Regions from separate parts of the Rattus norvegicus genome. Here region 2 is linked to region 1. Evidence: chromatin contacts called from public Hi-C data. All regions are on one chromosome and are shown on one strand. Each heading gives the region's core, a stretch centred on a gene start, on an enhancer-like site or on the middle of the called end of the contact. The rest is flanking DNA. Distances are from core to core; before and after follow the strand shown.

Region 1 (3,150 bases), core at 294-2,793:
TCATCCTGCTGCCTCATGTGACCTTCTATATTCTTCGGGGCTCAATAAAATCCCCCTGTGCTTCTAGGATGTTCCTTTAAATGGTGGCTCCATTTCCTTCCAGATTGAAATAATGGGATTTTTTTTAAAGAGCTCTGTGTCAGGGTGTAATGGAGCCATCGACCAGGGAGGGCAAGAGTCTGAGTCCCTTGTCCCCTATGTGCTGCCATTGCAAAGTCAACGCATCCCTTACTGCTGTGGCAGCCACTGGGTGGCGCTGTCTGCACACAGTTATTGCAGAACTCACCTAATGGGGCTATCTATGCCTGAAAGTCTGAGAGAGTCAGAGGCTCAGAGCTAGTACCTGGATAGCCTCTGGACATTGTTGGACCTACAGGAGCTGAATTGAGTCAAGAGGATCTGAAATGGAGAGGGGATGTATCAGAGAGAGACCTGAGCAGGTGCATATGGAAGCCTGGAGTTCAGGGTGCCAGGAGGCCTGAAATTCAGTTCACCTCTTTGAGCTGTTCCTAGCTCTGTAAAATGGAGAGAGTGATGTCTTCCCTATGGGACTGTTGTAAGGGACACTGTGCTTTGAGCACAGCTGTTCCTTCTGCTGTAGTTGACATGCCTGATCCTTTTCATGGGTAGGGGTGGAGGACTAACATTTAGGAAGTGCCCTCCAAGAACCTTAAAACTGCCTCAGACAGATGGGCTGTCTCTGACCATTGCCACAGAAAGCTCTGTGGCATCTCCCTCTCACAGTTGGGGACACTGAGGCTCTGAGTGGATGTGGCTTCTTCTTGGTTCCCCAAACACTGAGTTGTCTGCCTGGAGTTCATGCTTCAAACCTCTGGACCCATGACCCTGACCTCTACTGCCGTGTACTGGAGGGATGGGTTGACACATCAACCCCCAGCTTCAGAGTGTCCCTTGCCGAGTCTTTTGGAGGTACTGGCTCCTTGCCAAGCTGCTTTCCTGCGTCCCTAGTACAGCCACCATGTCCTCAAGGTCAGTGCTTCCACACATGTCCGCACGGGTCTCTCTACCTTTGAACTTGTGTAGAATTCTTCCCAGGAAACACAGTCAGGCCTGGGGGCATGGGTAGCTGTTCTAAAGCTTGATGGAGCTCTGAGTTGCATGAGGAAGCTTGACCGTAGTTCCCCAAGATGCTCCCTCAGCAGTTCGGAGTAACAGGATATGTGGTGGGGTGGGCAGTTTGGTTTTCTGCCTTGGTGAGCTAAAGGCAATCATTTTCATGGCTGGGCACTAGTAGAACAGTGAAGAGAGATAAGGACTGAGTGACAGCCAGGGGACCTCGGGTCTCCCCAGCCATTCTTGGGGGGTCCCAGAGGTATGGAATTGTTGTACCTGACAGGGATGTGGAGCTTCAGAGCTTAGGGAAGATAGCTGCCTAGGACAGAGAGGAGCTACTGAGATTCAGGGAGATGACTAGATGACCCAGGGCTGGCTGGCTGACTGGTTAGCCACAGGCTGGGACCAGACTCTGCCTTTTTTCTGGTCTCCTTCCAACTTGTTCTGCTAAGTCACCCTCTGGCTGGCATGTGTTTAGGTCAGAAGACTTCACTGAGGAGACAGGGATGGAACTGTGGAGGGGACAGGGAGAGGCTGACCTTGCTCTTTGAAAGCACTAATGGGGAGTCAATTGTCCTCCTCTGACGTCAGCCCTGGGCAAATAGTGGCCACGGAAAGCAAATATTTTGAGAGTAAATGTGTAAGCCAGTAGAGTTCCAGGGACAAAGTGGCCGAGGACTCCAGGCTTCTCACGTCTCCTTGCTGGGGACCAGGGTCTCATCTAAGTGAGAGGCTGGGTTCCCTGAGTTGGGGGAAGTCAGGGGAGATTTGGAGAACTGAGAAAATAGACATAGTCAGGGAGAGAGTACACAGAAACAGGAATGACAGAGCTATTCATCAGGAGCACCCATTTGTACCAGGCCCCAGGGGACACTCCATAGCGATTGTCTGTTTCATAAGCTGTCCCTTGGCAGCCATTGCTGTCACCACAACCCAAACCACTTAGATCAAGCAACTTGATTGGAAGCAACCTGCACACAGTCAGAGTTCCAGATGTGGAGCAGTGATCTGATCCTAACTGCTGGCTTCATAGGCTTATACGTGTATATGTTCTCCCCATGCACATGTACGCAGGATGCACACACAAAGTCATAGGCACTCAGGATGATGCCCAGACCTCACTCAGACCTGTACAATCAGACCTTTATGGAAGTCTGGCAATAGTTCCTAAAGAGCAGAAAGTGGCACCCATAGGACCTGGGGAAAGTTCTCCATAGTGGAAGTCAGCCCTATTTTTCCACAAAGGGCTAGACATTACATCCGTCTGGGGGTTTTCATGCTTTCCGATTCTGAGGCAGATCTGTTCTAGATGACATTCGTGCCTTAGCCTGGCCACGTGCCAATAAAACTTTATTTACAAACCGGCCCGCAACAGTTTGTTTGCTTCTCTCTCTTGCTGCTCTTCCAGAAACCCCGTTTCAAGGCTTCGTGATTCCCGTTCTCCAGATGAAGAGAACGAGGCACACAGAGGCGTGATGTCAGAGTGGCTCTGGAAATGTGTGACAGAGCTGGGAGGAGAGTAAACAGACCTCCTGATTCCAGGTCAGGATGTCAGAAAGGACGCAGCCTGATAAGGATTCCCAGGGCTCTGTGGGACTATTGCTCAGTGAAATGCTCACTAACCCGAGAGTGTCTGCATGGCCACTAGCTGCTAGCTAGATGCTGAATGCCACTGCCCCTGTCCCATGAGATATCACAACCACCCTGGGATGTAGAAAGATACCTGTCACATGTCAAAAAAGCTTGTCTCAGGTGTCCCCCATTGTGACTTGTTATAGCTGGATGAGGAAAAGGTAGAAGTTGTCCATTGGCTTTCTCAGTGTTGAAAGTGATCTCTCTCTCTCTCTCTCTCTCTCTCTCTCTCTCTCTCTCTCTCTCTCTCCCCCCCCCCCTCTCTCTCTCTCTTTCTCAATAGACATGTGGTGGGTTTTGGCACCTTCTTGTCCTCAAGGGCTGTAAATGCTCCATTTGATTGGCAGACTAGGAAGTCTAGAGGTGAGGAAGAGTGCAGGGCTTCCTGTCTCCAGAAATCCCACACTCTGCCCTGGACGTGCTGGGCAACCTTAGGAGTAACCT
Region 2 (3,267 bases), core at 754-3,253, 200 kb after region 1:
CCTAGACCTCCTTGCACGGGTGACTCTTGCTCACTTCTAGGATAGGTGAGTCTCTCTTGCAGATCCAACTTGAGCTGACTGGACCTGCTGCACACTGGCGTGTCTTGCCCTAAGACTGAGGAAAGGCTTGGGGTCAGCTTTCAGGAGGGTGGAGGGCTGGGGTGGAGAGAGAAGGGGAGACCGAGTTCGTCTATACAAGCTGAAATGTTTGCATGTGCACGAGAATCCGTGAAGGGGAGGGAAGGCAGAAGTGGGAAAAGGTGAGACTCGGGACCAGGCACCAGGGTCCCTCTCTGTACACTTCACGGCTGTACCATGCAGGACCCATGCAGTGTGAGAAGCCCACACTCAGAGCAGCTCTGCGTGTTATTACGAAAGCGTGGGTTTTTGGTTTTTTTTGTTTTTTTTTTTTTTTTGAGAGCAGGCTAGAACATATTTTATCCCTCGTTTTGTTAGCTTGATTTATCACCTGCAAATATTTAGACATGTGGTACATGAACTCGCATCTGCACTTTTGCCGGGGCTCTACGGATCCCTACTACCTTCTGCCCAGTCTCCGTGCCAAATGCTTATCAAGCCTCTCCTGGGTTAACCCAGAAAACTGGAGTCAAACGTGGCCATGGTGTGGGGGTGGGCAGCCAAACTCACACAGGAGAAAACAGTTGGTTCTCCCAGGGCAGGGGCCGGGCCATTTTCTCTCCCCCTTGCTTTTAGTGAGAGGGTCTCTGGACTTTTGGTTCCCTGTTTAAACCCGGAGTTCCTCTAGCTCGGTGGGATGTAGCCTCAGGCAGGGCCAGAGGAGTCTGGACTCTATCAGTGACCTGGAGAGGGTGTGGCCCAGCCACGGCAAAGTAACTACTAATACGGAACTGAGCCTCAGCATCAGCCTGGCATAGGTTTTTAAGAAATAACTCCACTCCATCCATTCACTCCACAAACGTGGCACCCACCTGCTCTGTGCCAGACACCAAGCTAAGGGCTGAATCTGCCTGGCGTGGGAGAAGAAGTAAAAGAAGCGCACAGAAACCCAAGCAGAAAGCAAAGATTGGTCCCTGTGCTAAAAGGAAGCCTTCCAGTTCCTAAGCAGAAGGTCTATACAGAAAGGCGAGGGGTTCACTCAAGACCTTGCTGCCTGGAGCGCGCCAGAACCCAGGGCGATCCAGAAGCGAGGTTTCGGATTCCCGGAGTCTTAGGCCACTGTCCCAAGCTGCCCGAAGTAGAGAGGCCCCTGTCCAGCTCCGGGAAAGCTGGAGGGAGGTGAGTGCTAGGGAGGGGCCGGACCACAGAACCCGGGGGGCCTGAGGGCGGGGAGGGGTCCGGCGGGGACACCCTGGCGGCACCACCGCAGCCTGGTGCGCCCCGAGCGCTAGTGACTAGGTTCGCGCGAGTGGCAGCCGCTCTCGCTCCGGTGGCTCCGCCGGGGTCGGCCGGGGATTCCGGCTCCCAGGCGCCGGCGGGGGGCCGCGGGGCGCGGCCAGGGCGGCGCTGCAGTGCCCGCAGCGGCGGGCTGGGGGAGCTGTGCCCGCCCGTCCCTAAGGCCCCGGGCGGGGACCCAGCAGCTGGGTCGCCGCGCCTCTAGCTCGGCCCAACTGGGCGGCGTGCGGCCAAGCGTGCCTGCAGCGGGCTGGGGCTCCGAGCGCGTCCGGGCGCCTGGCCCGGGAGGCCCCCCAGGAGAAGCCCAGTCCCGCGGGCTCAGGACCGCCCCCGTAGGGGGGGGTGTCCCGCGCCGCTGGACCCGCCCAGGTAACCCCATCCTCGGCCCGCCCCCGGCCCGCCCCGCCGCCCGCCCGCCCGCCTCCGCCGCCACCGCCGCATCCCGGCTCTGGGGCGGCGCTGACAGTCGGGTCCGCCGGGCAGCGGGCGCAGCAGCGGGCGGCGCGGCCGGCTGCTCGGAGGCTGAGCCTCGCCGCGCGCCCCGGCCCGGCGCCCCAGCCCGTCCGCGCGGCGCCCACCTGCCGCCCCGACGGGAGACTTGCGGCCGCTGCCCGGGGCGGACACCCACGGCACCATGAGCCCCCGTTCGTGCCTGCGGTCGCTGCGACTCCTCGTCTTCGCCGTGTTCTCGGCCGCCGCGAGCAACTGGCTGTAAGTCTGGTTGGGGACCCGGCGGGCGGGGCGGGTCCCGGGGCAACAGGCGCAGGGGGCTCCCTGCAGGTGTCTCAGCCGCGGGACCCGAGGATCGCGCTTCTGCCGGTTCCTCCTGCCAGTCACCACCACTGTCCCGACTTCCCTCTGGAGTTCCCCGGACCCCTGCTGCCCGAGTCCGGCTTCCCTGCCCGGGGCAGCAGGGCTGGCAGCGCGTCTGCACCCGGAGGCTGCCCTGGGTGCTCGAGGGCGCGAGGGGGTGCGATCGCGGGGCGGTGGCCCAGGAGCGGTGCGAGGCGCAAACCGGCGGGCTGACAGGTCTCCGAGGGGAAGCGTCCCGGGCATAATAGCAGGTTAATAGCGAGGAGTCTAGGCGCGAGCTCCTCGCGCTGCGCCGTGCCGCGCTGCGGGCTGAGCTGGAGGCGTGCAGGGACCTGTTTCTGCCTGGGGGGGCGGGAGCCAAATGTAGAAGTCGAGGACCCGGGCGCCGAGCCTCTGAGAGCCCGCAGGCTGGCTCTGGCTGCTCCTCGCTGTTCCCTGAGGCAGGAAGAAACTTCTCCCAACCTTTATTAAAGAAGGCGACAGCCCCCATCCACAACCAAAGGTCTTGCCTAAGAAGGGAGTTGGTAACCGCTGGTGACCTATGTGTTTCACCATTACTGGGTCTGCGCTCGGTAGGATCCCTGAGAAGGCGAGCTAAGGAGATGGGCTAGTGACTAAGAGAACCAGGAACTAGACCTTAGAGACTCCTTCATCCCTCTTCAGTGACACTTCCCTATGGCCCAGGCTTAACCCTGGCCCCAACTTCTGTCGGGAGCTCTGCTGCCTTCCACTGTGGGCAGCCAGTGGGGAGCCAAGCTCCCGTATTGATCTGAAAAGCATGAGGTGGGAAGGGGGGATAGCCAACAGTGTAGCTGGGGTTTCCATGGAGACAGTGGGAAAGGAAAAATTCTCTCTGCATCAAGACCAAAGAACAAATATCTCCCATGAAATTGCCCTGAGTGCCCAATGGCTGTTGCTATGAGGTCATTGTGGCCAGCCAAGGCCCTGGAGACTGGAAAGGAGTGTGTTCGTTGGGGTCAGAGCCACCCAGAGCTTGGGAGACTGAGGTGATGTGGAATTCTCCCAGCTGTTCCGGAGAGCTAGTGATTCCTCTGAGGCCCAAAGTGTCTGCAGTGCTTT

The links. A called contact is a pair of places that touch in the nucleus more often than the background predicts.
Region 2: a Hi-C map of hepatocytes shows a contact between it and region 1, with 4 times the contacts expected there. The contact joins the promoter of Wnt4 here to the enhancer-like site in region 1. A contact is called at or near these places in 7 of 12 Hi-C or Micro-C datasets (the Rat2 cell line, Schwann cells, hepatocytes and 3 more).

Annotation. Positions count from the first base shown.
Region 1 is chr5:154,597,803-154,600,952 of GRCr8, forward strand. No RefSeq gene overlaps it. Among named protein-coding and RNA genes, the nearest start is that of Zbtb40, 32 kb to the left of the region's middle. Within about 2 kb of position 1,544, at least 8 of the 93 cell types and tissues checked have an H3K27ac peak or open chromatin away from gene starts, as enhancers often do. A contact at or near this core is called in hepatocytes, where this site is marked.
Region 2 is chr5:154,795,447-154,798,713 of GRCr8, forward strand. Wnt4 (Wnt family member 4) reads left to right here and starts at 2,004. Exons shown (of 5, transcript NM_053402.2): 1 at 2,004-2,085. The coding sequence starts at 2,009.